2 separate regions of the Gossypium raimondii genome follow, and region 2 is linked to region 1. A link is a contact called in public Hi-C data. All regions are on one chromosome and are shown on one strand. Each heading gives the region's core, a stretch centred on a gene start, on an enhancer-like site or on the middle of the called end of the contact. The rest is flanking DNA. Distances are from core to core; before and after follow the strand shown.

The links. Hi-C and Micro-C count contacts between places; a contact is called where the count stands out from the background.
Region 2: a contact with region 1 is called in a Hi-C map of leaf, with 4 times the contacts expected there. The contact joins the promoter of LOC105776195 here to the promoter of LOC105778434 in region 1. A contact is called at or near these places in 2 of 2 Hi-C or Micro-C datasets (both in leaf).

What each region holds. Positions count from the first base shown.
Region 1 is chr10:8,319,559-8,326,305 of ASM2569854v1, forward strand. It overlaps LOC105778434 (hypothetical protein), which reads left to right and starts at 2,284. Exons shown (of 2, transcript XM_012602148.2): 1 at 2,284-2,499; 2 at 3,511-3,849. The coding sequence starts at 2,289. The coding sequence ends at 3,656.
Region 2 is chr10:8,527,919-8,533,880 of ASM2569854v1, forward strand. LOC105776195 (pre-mRNA-processing-splicing factor 8A) reads right to left here and starts at 4,601. Exons shown (of 23, transcript XM_012598728.2): 1 at 4,174-4,601; 2 at 2,988-3,204; 3 at 2,474-2,864; 4 at 780-2,057; 5 at 607-692; 6 at 37-534. The coding sequence starts at 4,436.

The sequences.
Region 1 (6,747 bases), core at 1,034-3,533:
GAATAAAGTTTTGTATGGGTTATGATAGGCTCTAAAAGCGTGGTTTGACAAGTTGAAGACATTTCTTATTTCCATTGGGTTTGCGTTTTCTAAATCTGATGCTTCTTTGTTTGTTTGGGTTACCGACACATGTCGTATGTATGTATTGGTTTATGTGGATGATATAATTATTACTGGTAACTTAGATACAAAAATTGATGAGTTTGTTAGAATGTTGCATATTGAGTTTTCACACAAAGATATAAGATTTCTTTATTGTTTCTTAGGCACTGAAGTTGCTCATCTCGATAGTGGTGGGCTACATCTAAGTCAGTGGAAGTATGTACTTAATTTGCTAGAGAGATGCCGTATGGAGAATGCAAAAGGAGGTTCTATGCCTATGGTTAGTTCTTGTTAGTTGTCTAAACATATGGGAGGATCACTTGAAAATCTGCATGAGTATCGAAGCATTGCTAGGGAATTACAATATGTGGTTCTCACTTATCCTGACATTGCTTATGCTGTCAACCACATTTGTCAGTTCATGCATGCCCTAACTGATGTTCATTATGTTGCGGCTAAACAAATTTTGCATTATCTTTATAACACTATTGATTATGGTATACAAATACAACCTTTTGACAAGTTATCTTTGGTTGTATATGCTGATGCGAATTGGGGTCTTGATTTTGATGATTGTCGATCCACAACTGGGTATTGTGTGTTTTTTGGTAGTAATCTCATCTCTTAGTGTTCTAAAAAGCAGCAAGTTGTGTCTTGATGATAACAAAGGCCGAATATAGGAGTATAGCTGCTACTGCTGATGTTACATGGTTGAGTCATTGTTGAGTGAGCTTCGCATGGTTTCAAATGACAAATCTGCTATTTGGTGTGACAATTCAAATGTCGTTGCTGTTTTAGCCATTCAGTTCTTTATTTGAAATTCAAACACGTTGAGCTTGATTTTTTCTCTGCTCATGAGAAAGCTGCTTACAGGAGACTTGTTGTAAGTGAAGTTCCAGCGCTTTGATCAAGTTGCTGACATACTTACCAAGTCGTATCCTCCACATTTTTTTTCAATTGCAGAGTAAACTTGGTGTTACAAGACGTGAGTGATGGGTGAATATTAGAGTAACTAAGAGTCAGTTGGAGTAGTTAGTTTGATTAGAAGTTAGTCTGCTTAGAATTTGTTAGCAGTAGTTGCTGCTATTCTTCTTTGTATAAAGCATGTTATTCATAGTTTGAGCAGTACTAAATATGGTATTCTTCTTTGTATAAAGCATGTTCTAAAAAGCATGTACTAAATATGTTATTCAATTAATAGAAGGTTGTTATGCTCAAGTAGGTCCCTCATTGTCTTGAGGGCATGTTTACACTTAAAAGAATGTTCATCCTTAAAGCAGGTGCCTGGCCATTTTGAAGGGAATGAAGGGTTGGTACTCCTTTGATCCTGGCAAATGGTCCAACTAAACCTCTTTTCAAGTTGAGTCAATGTGAAGGTCAACATTGTTTGAGTTGCTGATTCTGTGTCCTTCTATAAACAACTATAATTAAATTAAGGCCCTAATGGTGAAATGAAGATTGAATTACTTGAATACAAATAAATTTAAATAAATTGTTGAAGCTTTAAATGGATGAGACTAATTTAACTCAAATTAATAAATTTTTAAAAGTTGAAAGTTTTCGTTAAGCCAAGATTTTGAATTTAAGATTTGAATAACTTAAATTCAAATAAATTATCGGTGATATCAAATTTTAATTAAAATTAATAAATCGATCACTTTTCAAAATAAAATTGAATTTGTAATTATTATACTAAGAATCCATTTTCAAATTGTCAAAAGGTTATAAATTTCTTATGTTAATCCAATATTACCTGATATATATATGAATTAAGATATGAATGATTAGATGGAATAAATACATTATAATTTAAATAAAATATTGCCCAATTAGATCTTTTACAAAGAAGAGTTCAATAAGTCTATAAAACTAAGCATAATGCTTTTCCAATCTTTAAATAAATGGATAAATATATTTAGTACATTTGAATTCATATTTTTCTACACTTATATTCGATTGTTAAAAATAATTTATGTAAATTTTCACTCACGATCTAAAATCTTGTGAGCCATTTAATTGAATTTTCAAATCAACCCCTCCTTTAATTTTTAAAAAATACTATAAAAATTAAAACTCCACACAAAAACGAGAGTACCAAATTGGTAGGCCCAATTTCAGATGAGAAAAATGAAATTAGCCCACTACTATATAAACGATAATTTGGGGAGTTTAAGTGAGTTGGTTGCATGGATACCAGAAAAATGGAAATGCTCACCCCTTTCGCACCTTCACCCCACCACTCTTATTCCTTTTCCAAATCTTTGATCTTTCCCCCCAGGTTTCATCCCCTCTCTCCCTCCCTCCCCGTCCGCCTCCGTTCCTTTTCCCCTACCCGCCCTCCACTTTGTCTCTCTGCCGGCTCCCCTCCACCTTCTCCGCCTGACTCTGACCCCCCAGGTTTCCACCTTTTTTTCTCTTTTCTTTTTTCTTTTTTTAACTTTTGCTGATTGTGTGTTCATGCGATTGGAGTTGGATTTGGATTAATTTCTTTGATTTTTTCTTGTGTGTGTGAATAATTATGGAAAATTTAGACTTTGGATATTTTCCGCTCATATTTTGTCTTTTCTTTCTAGTTGTCAAGTTGTTTTCTTTTCTTCTTCCTTTAAAATTCAGTCTTGAAATTGCAAATATGTTAGTTGTAAGTTCAGAAGCTTAGTGTAGCAATTAATAGTTGCTTTCTCTCTTTATTTTCTTTTTTCTGGATTAAGAATCAAAAAAGGAAAATAAAATTTTAGATTACCAGTAACATTTCTGGCTCTTCAAAAGTGGATGAGTGTTTTGTTTGTTACTGTTTTCCATAATTAACACCCAAGTGAACATAGTAGATTAGTAGTGTATTTTTTAACAAGAACTGGTACTTAATTTTAGACATCATCCGTTAATGCATCATTAGAGTAAAAGCAACTGTTTAGAACCAATGTTACTTGGAATGCGGATTGGTCTGGTACGAGGAATGAAAACTAGAACCAATTCACAATTCGATAGGGCAGTCTTCTTTGTTTCCTTAGTAGGAACGAAATATGATTTATTGAATGTAAAACTTTTCTTTTGGGAATTTTTATATAGTTTTGTGTTCTCATAAGTAAAATTTGAAGCTTGTGATTTGTTTCTTTTATTCGATGATTTTTATAATAGATTATATGTTAATGGGATCACGAATGTGTGTACCAATTTGAAAGTTGCTATGGAGATGGTGATTTTTGGTAATAGAGATCAGAAATATCTGTCGTGACAATGTAATGCTACCAAAGGGCGGTATTAAAAGACCCATATTTTTTTCATTGCATATAATTAGCTAAATTTGACTCTTTCTTGTTTGCTTGTTGTATTTGAAGTCAAGATTCCATTGAAACTGCTTTGAAGGCAACCAGTTCTGGTATTCTTATGATCCTTTTGTCTGTGGAACAGGGTTAGAGGGAAAGTTGTCTAGATTTCAGGATCGTGCACGGATCTTCTTTGCTATTCTTTTCTGGATGTCTCTGTTTTTCTGGTCTTCTTCATGGGATGGGAGGAATACTGGTAAACCTAACAAAGGATCTCGATTTAGAAGATAACCTAGTAAGAAATTTGGTTCTGTATATAAATATCAGACTCAGATAGATTAGTACTAGAAATACGCGAAGAAAATTAAAATATAGGTAAAGAACTTGTACTTTGTTTTCTTTCATTTCCAATTAGCTTTTGTTATATTAGGGAAACATATTCTTGTAACATCTTATGGAATCAAATATCAAGGTTTTCCATTTACCTTCTGAGAGGTAGATAAAAGTGAGATGCCACACAATGTAATCGTTCCTAATTACATATGTTTGGCATGTGTAGGTAATTATTGTAATTAGTGAGTCCCATCGAATTGAGTATAATTGTAGCACCCCAATTACTTGCTTCATTTCTTAGGAGGTGCTGAGAATTGGAGGAACTATGCAAGTAATTAGTCTTGATGACTTTCATACTTTAGCTTTTTTATTTCTTTAAGATGTAGTTACACTCTACTAGCCAAACACATATAGAGAGTTATAATTCTTTGTAATTACAAGAGGGTGTAATTACTACTGTAGTAATAACACTTTCTTGCAATCACTCTATGGTGTCACAACACACCTTTAACTTGCTTTTTTTGTTGCCTACATTCATAGTTAACTCTTTTTTGTCTAGTACCTAATTAGATATCATTAGAGTAATTTGATACTGCCAGTCGGCTACGTTTTGAATGCATGAATTGCATGTTTATCACTACTTGTTCCCTTCTGTGCATGGTTTAGATGCTAGCCAATTAGATTATGATTGAGGTTTTATTTCTTCTATTTGTTGGATTATTGATTAGCGAACAAGGTCATGAATTATGACATACGGGCATTTCTTAACAAGGGTGTGGGTTCTCTTTATGATACAAAGATTGATAACCTATGTTTTTGCAGTGATTTTGTATATTAAAGCCTCTAACAGATTATATTATTCTTTTTCAATTCCTGCACTTTGTCTATGTTAACCTGATAAATCACTAACAACCAAGGTCATGAACTGTGACATTTGAATCTTTGTGGTATGTATATTGGTGTGAATTTGGGAGAGGTCATATATATTCACCCTTGGTGGTTCTCAGGCCATGATAGTGTAAGTTTAAATGTCACAGGTATCCAATATTTGATTAAATGGCCATATTAGACTGGTATGTAATGTAAAAAAATGCTGCATGTTTCTAACTGGGTTTTTCTTTAAAAATATTGTTCTCTTGTATGATATTACAGTATCGCTGCTAATTAGTTGATGATTTTGAGCATCAATAAGGCCCAAATTCTGTAGTAGCTTCATCAAAGAAGGTAAAGCTTGGCTTAGTGTGACTGTGAATTTGGAGAATTAGCTTCCATTTTAGTCTATGTAAAAGATGGATTCAACTTAGTTGGCACTATATGGAAGCAGGTTTAAATTTTCTTCAGTAATCAGAAATAGGCAGAGATATTAGAAGTTATGGAAGTGAAAACATGGTGAAGTGGCAGTATGATGTCCACAACATGATTTGGGAGTATTATCAGGGAAAAAATAGCTGGTTTTTCATGGTTGAGATTTGTGGCTTCTATTTGCCTTTCAACTTACAAAGTATCTTAAACCAAAATGCTTGGTTAAAATCAATGGCTGGCCTGACAGTCTTTTATCCATGCATGGGAACGAAATTATATATAAGATCATTATTTGATACATTACTGAAAGAGTTTTTAGGAGGTAATAAAAAAAATTATAAGAATAAAAATAACCTTTTAAGAATAAAGATACCATATTTTTTTAAAAAAATGTGATTAAAATAATTTAAATTTTCGACAATTTTTAACAATTATTTTAAATGTTTTAAAAAGGTAATAGTAATTTTAATTTCTTAATTTTTATATTTTAAAAATATTTTGATTCCATATTTTAACCTTTTGATTTCTTAAAATAATTTCTAATTTTTTTCCTAAAACTCCAGATATTGGATAAGGCATTGCCCATTAAGCCCATGACCATGATACAAGTTCATTTTAAAGACCTTTCTTAATGTACCATTTGAGTTCAACGATTTACAACAAAGGATGACTATTATTTTGAAACAGTAAGAGTATTTATTTTATGGAAAATAATTTATGGAAAATATTCTTTTATATTTTCATATTTTTTTTAAAATTGATTAATAGAAAATAGTTTACTGGTAATAAAAATAAGTTTTTTTTGGTGAAATTAACTTCGTTATTTTTTAAATGGAGGTTCTTATAAATAACTTTATTTTTATATGAAAATTAACTTGAATAAAGTTAAATTTTATTATATTAATAATAAGTTTTAGTTTTAATTTTAAAAATATTAAAAATATTCAAATACTAAACATATATATTTTAAATTTTAATATTATTAAACATACATATTTATATTTAATCATATATTCAATTATTATAATTAATATGATTTATTGTTTTAATAAAATTATTTAATAATACAATTTTATTTCAAAAATAAAATTTATCATTAATAATAATTTTAAATTTTAACTAGTATTTTAATATATTATTGAAAAATTATATTAATATTTTAGTAATAAATATATATTACAATTTATACATAATAATAAACACTTGATATAATAAAATATGACTATTTTAATAATATAAATATGAATATTATTTCAATATTAGTTAGCTTCATTTATCTCTTCTAACTTCTATTTGTCATTGCCATGCTTAATAAATGTAACTTCAAATTAAGTTTTACTTAGTAATGAGTTATTATTAAATTTATATAATATATTATTTATGTGACCTTTCAATTTTTCAAGAAAATGTCATTTTAGCTCTCTGTATAAATTTTCACCTCTTTTAAACTTATGTGATTTGTTAAATCATCCCAAAATTAATAGAAAAGTTAATGTTTGTTGACATGACATACACATGGATTGCTACGTTAGCAATTAATTTTTATAAATATTAAAATATTAAAATTATCTTAAAAATATAAAATATATATTTTTAATTTTTAAAATTTTAATTAATTGTCAAAGTTGACAAATATTAATTTTTTCATTTATTTTGAGATGATCTGATAAATAACGAAAATTAAGTTAAAAAAAATGAAAAATGAAAATAAATTTTTTATAAAGTTATCATGCCTGTAATTTGACGC
Region 2 (5,962 bases), core at 3,351-5,850, 210 kb after region 1:
GCAAAAAAAGAAAGCCACTTTCAGTCACCAACTCACTTCTTTGAAGGCACGCTGGGTAAGCAAATGGCGCTTGATCCTTGATAAGGCCTCGTGAGGATTATCATAAGCTTGTTCAATTAGACCCAATTCTTCTCTTTGGAGTTGATTTAATCTTACAGCTACACTGTAAGATTCCTTCAACCTCTCCAGGGCAAGGATAAGTAACTTCGTATCGTGCTTGTAAGACAAGGGAGGAAATGGAATGGGTGAGAATTTTCTGGACTCCAACCAATGCACAGTTGTAGTATAGATCGCAACCGCCTCTTCTGGAGTGACATATGGCCCATCTTTCAAATAATTGTGCTGTCGTTCTTGCTCAGCTTTCAGCCAGAGTCGTGTCAATCTGCCTAAGTTTTTCCTGCAAACTGTTTTATCAACAGTTGCACCCCTTCTGATACGCTCACGATTGTAATGAGCAACATTTGTCCACCAATCAGCTTTTGATTTGACATATCTAAGAATCATATTCTCAATGGGAACTGGCAAACCCGGAACCTAAAGAATAGAACAGTGAGACAACTAGCACATGTCAAAAACTACAGAAAACATATTAAGTCAGGATTTTACCTTCCATGGGATGTTTGCCTTCCAACAGCGCCATGCCTCACTTAGATGCTGCAATATTGTTCTAGCTTTATTTTGCTTAATGCCCTCTGTAGTTTAATTAGAAACATGATAGAATAAGAAACTGACGACGACAAAATAAATATTGTAACAAACAGGAACAGTTGAAAATTCACCTGGCATGGCATCAAGAACATCATGCATGACAGCAGCTCGAAGTTCCAGATCAAAGTGGCTCTCAACACGTTGCTTGGTAACAGTCTTGGCTACTCCTTTTGAATGACGCCCTTCAAATTGTCGTGCAAGCAGATTTCCTAACCACCTTTCTAGAAGAGGGACAATGCCACGGAGGAAAAACAGCCATACCCTCCACATTGGTGCCCAAAATCCACATCCAGGTCCCTTCCCTACAGGCCCAGTATTGAAGCGGTAGTAAATCAAATGCTTCAAGTCTTTGCACATCCTAATCTGTCTCATGAGCCGGTACTTGTATCGATACATCCCAGTCAACTGGCCGACATGGGAAAATGTATACTGCAGACCATCGGCCAATTGGAAAGCATCAACATTACCAAGTCGAAACTGGACATTAGCATCAACTACAAGCTTTGTTAAACGCAAGATCTCACGACAAAGATGAAAAGCATTGCCAAAACGTGACTTCTTGCGCTCTTTTGTAGTGAGAGTCTTCACAGGCTTCAAGTTGAAGTTATAATCCAGGTGAAGGTAGTTCAAATTTTTCCTATGTATCAACAGGTTCAACATGTTGTACCCTTGCTTGCAAACTTGAAGACCTGCTTCAACCCAATCAAGCTCTGTCGTCTGGAAAAACTTGGTCGCCTGGAGAGACCGGAACAAGTGCTTCTTCTTTTGAGCCTTAGGTGGTCTATGATGCAACTCATTCAGCACAAAGCATTTCAATAATTTCTGATAACTAACCCGCACTTTAACGGGGTAAGATGGAGGACAATGCTCCTTGTACCACTCTGAGACAAGTGGTATATCTTCAGCACGTCGCATCCGACCAGATCTCATATTAAAAGGACGTGGAGCAAATAAAAGAGAAACCCCAGCAGCAGTGGTGTCAGTGTAAAGCTGTGTGTCATTCAGCAAAGGTTCCACCCCTTCAGGCAAGACAAAATCATCTTCATCATCATCATCATAAATTTTCTTCTCACGCCGTTCCTTGTTTGTGGTAGTTATGGGGTGTATCAAAGGATCATAGTAGAATGCTGGCAAATCAGGGTCTTCTGTTTTAATGTACATGACCATCGGAGTGTGATACACACACAACTTTACTTTCCTGGGCCTATTGTTATAAAGATGAGGAAAAGCAATTCTGTATTCTGTCCTAAGAGGTGACCGGATAATTAGTTTGTTTATGTCATTAAATTCATTCCAGTCCTCATCCCCTTTCTCCATATCACGGTATAGAGGCTCAAACTTAGGACCACCTACAAATATGCACAATTTGTGGAGAATGAGTTCAAGCAGCATAAAGACAAATAGCAAACAGAAATAATCATTTTATCAATCTCAAAGAAGACTGATTTCACAGCCACAACATGGCATAAAGATAGAAATGGGAAATTATTATCTCATTCTATTTATCCATTACAGTATCTTCTACCACCACCAAATCCCACGCGATTAAAAACAAATAATAAAAAGTGATCAAAATGCCAGTAAATGCAAGCAATACAAGAGTTAAGAAGCTTTGAAATACTGCTTCCAATGATTACATTTGCAACATAATTATCGATCAACTTTATTAATCCCACAAGGCAGCATCAACCAACCTTAATTTCAAAACATTCATGACCGTAGGAAAAAAGAAGTTCAGAGTAATACAAAAAGGAAGGAGACTAACCAGGTATGCACATGTTCAATGCTTTAGCTGTGAAGAATGACTCCATGTCAAACAAGTAGAAATAATTACGGTCAATCAAATCAGAAAGCAGCTGTCCAGCAAGCCGGTGCAAAGTAGCCATTATTGGAAGAGATAGATGCCATTTCCTGTAACTTGGACCATTGATAAGCTTTGTTTTGACAAGAGGCTTGTGGTCATAAAACCATGCATGTACGGCAGAATCTTCCTCTTCATCCAGCTCCAACTGAATTGGCTCTAGAGGATCGACATCTAACAAATTATCAGCATAGTCTAACGGAGGTTCCTCATCATCAAATGGTGGAAACCGCATTCTCTTGAAATGTCGACGATCTCTTTTCTCTCTCCGCATCATGATCCACATCGTACCCCACTGTAGAGATGAAGATAACTCAATCAATAACAACAGCAGTATACTACTTCCATGTATAATTGAACTGAGATACAACTCAATTCGGAGTCAGTTTGTTGTATGAGGGGAAGGAAATAAGCATACCTGTGCTAAATAAATTGGTTCAACAACCCATGGTATTTCATTCACAAATGTTATGGCTCCTGTAATATGGTATAAGACCTTCACATCACGAACCTGCTCCCAAGGCATTGGCATATTCTCAAGGAGCTTATAAACTGCATGTGGAATGAATTTAAGGGCCCCTAGATAAACACGTTTATCATGCCGATATTTTTTCGAAGACATGTCTCCATGATCTCTGCCAGAGAGAAAAAAAAGTTAACCATTATTGCATCATGCATATCATGTCAATGGAAGTTCAGAGTACTAGATCCAACAGCAGACAAGTCAGGACCCATCCTAAAAGACTAAGGCAACAAGAAAGAGAAAATAATAATACTATCAGAACATTAAACTATAAATCATCATAAAAAGGGCAAGGGTATATTAACTCAACCAAGAGAGTACCATGCCTTCAATAAAATTCAAAAGAAAAAAATGTTTAAATATTAAAGATTAACTGGTGAAGATAAAACTGATCAAAAATAAAGAAACTTCTTAGCTCAAAAGCCTGCACATCTTGGAAGAATCAGGTATCAAAGGAGAAAATAAATATAGAACACAAGCCATTTTTACAGATACATTTTACAATTTAACTTTCCCTTTACATTCCATTATATAGTGAAGAAGTAACCATGAAGTAAGAACTTCGAACTTCTAAGGGGCAACTTATGAACTGATCCAACCACAAGAACAAGAGAACAACCCCTACGGAATACCAGATCATATTGTACAATAGCAACCTACTCAAGCCATTCCTATGCAAACTCAATAAGCAGTCATCTTTTTGATAATTTCCACAAGTAATCATGTCTTCCTCTCCTTCTCTTAAAATGCCCTATGCAAGCTTCATAATATAAGGTTTTCTCTAGTCTTAACAAAACATAAGACATGAAACCAAAAATCTCTCAAATCATAGCAGAAACACGAACCTAAGCGAAGCTTTCCATGTCCAACAAGAAATATAAATAATAGATAAGACCGAAGAACACTCTATATCCTTCAAAATAGGGGGAAATAAGATGAAATTAAAAAAAAAAAAACAATGAGAGGAAACTATCTTAACCGACCTAACCAGCTTAGCAATTCTTCAAATAGATAAAACCTCAGCTTAACAATCTTTAATCTAGAAAAAATTATGTAAAAAACGAAATAATAAAGCTCTCACCTGATAATCTTCCTGACGTGCTCAGGAGGCATGTCCTCCTTCTGCGTCTCGACAAAACCAAACTTCCTTTTATCTCCATATCGCTTAGAGTTAAGCTGCATCCATTTCCGAGCCTTCTCCTCCAGCTTGGCCTCGGCATCCTGTGGCGTACTCTGCGGAGCCAGCACGGTGTACGAAGGTTGAGCAGCTGGAGGCGGCGGGATGGTGGATCCACCAGTTCCCGGTGGCGCAATCTGAGCGCCGTTGTTGTTGTTGCTCCACATGGCAACTTTGGCCGAGAAGCTTCTACCTCAGCCTAAAGAAAGAAATGAAATGAAATTGGAAATTAGGGTTTTAGAGGGGATTTGAGTTTTTTTTCTCACTTCCTGTTTTCTTATTTCCTGCCTCTCTGCCCTCTAAGCAAAGACAGAGTGTGAGAATTTTCGAGTAAAGATGAAAGAAAATAGGAATCGGTTGGTTTTATAATTTTAGGGATATAAACGAATGGCGGTGTGAGTGTCACGTGATGTATTGTGGGCCATATCTGGCTATGGTAGGCCCATGTTTGTTGCTCCAAATTTCTCTGCTGTCCGAAATGGCCCAATCCGGTGCATATTTGTTTGACATGGAGTCAAAAACCCAATCCATACCAAAATAGACTTACAAGTAAATTAATCCATGAATGGATTTTAAGATAAATTCGATATCATTGTTCATGTCTCTATGCTTAGATTCAATCCAGATTTGATACTAAGACAAATTATTTCTTTCATCAGTTTTATATAGACGAATAGTTATAACATGAGTCATTTGTTTAATCTAACTCTATAGATTATGAACAATTTAGATTGCCTACTAATATAAATTGTTTTCTCATTAGTTTTATAGTGGTTCGGCCCAATTGCTTAACTCCACCAAGGATTTCCTAATTTTCTATAAGAATTAATACCTTTCAAGGAGAAGGTATAACATTTACAACACTATATTTTCCTTAAGGCTTAGATAGAATCTTTCAACCTAACTTTTATGGCTAAATTAGAACCCTTTTTAGTTTTTATAACTCAACTAAAACCCTCCCAATTTACAATTGGTGATATGAAAGAAAGTAAACAAAGAAACCTCTATAAGGCATGTATTTAAAAAAAAATTAAGCTCTCAAAGAAATGAAATGAGAGTGACAAATAATCTAACAATAAGCTCCCAAAGAATATTTACAAAAGAAATAAAAATAATAAAGATTTGAATATTTCTCTCTTGATCTCGATGCTTGGATATCTCTCTTGAGTTTTGAAGTGTTCTTGACGTGTATTTTTATCAAGGAACAAGCTTGTAGATGTTTATGGTCATTGGGGATGAATTCTGGTAATTGGAAACATTAATTGCGAGCTTAAAAAATGTCCCTACAATGTATGTCTTGAGACTTGGCAAGATCTCTCGAGACATGGCTGATAAATAGTCATTATATAACTGTTGACAGGCCATGTCTCGAGACAATCTGCCAATTGTCTTGAGACTTGGCAACTCTTGAATCAGTTTTTTGCTTTGAAGTTTTCATGTCTCAAGACATATAATCATATACTATATGTCTCGAGACTTGCATGTCAAAATCCCTTAAAGCATTTTAAACACCTTAAAACACTTTGATATTAATCTAAAAATATTTATATAAATTAAAACATTTTTTGAGTATTTTGCAAGTCTTTGAAAATGTCTCATAAAATTTTAATCATATTTTCACTAAATGATTTAGGATATAATATATATATAATTTGTCTTATATGTTATTATATCAAAAGCTTAGGACATCAAA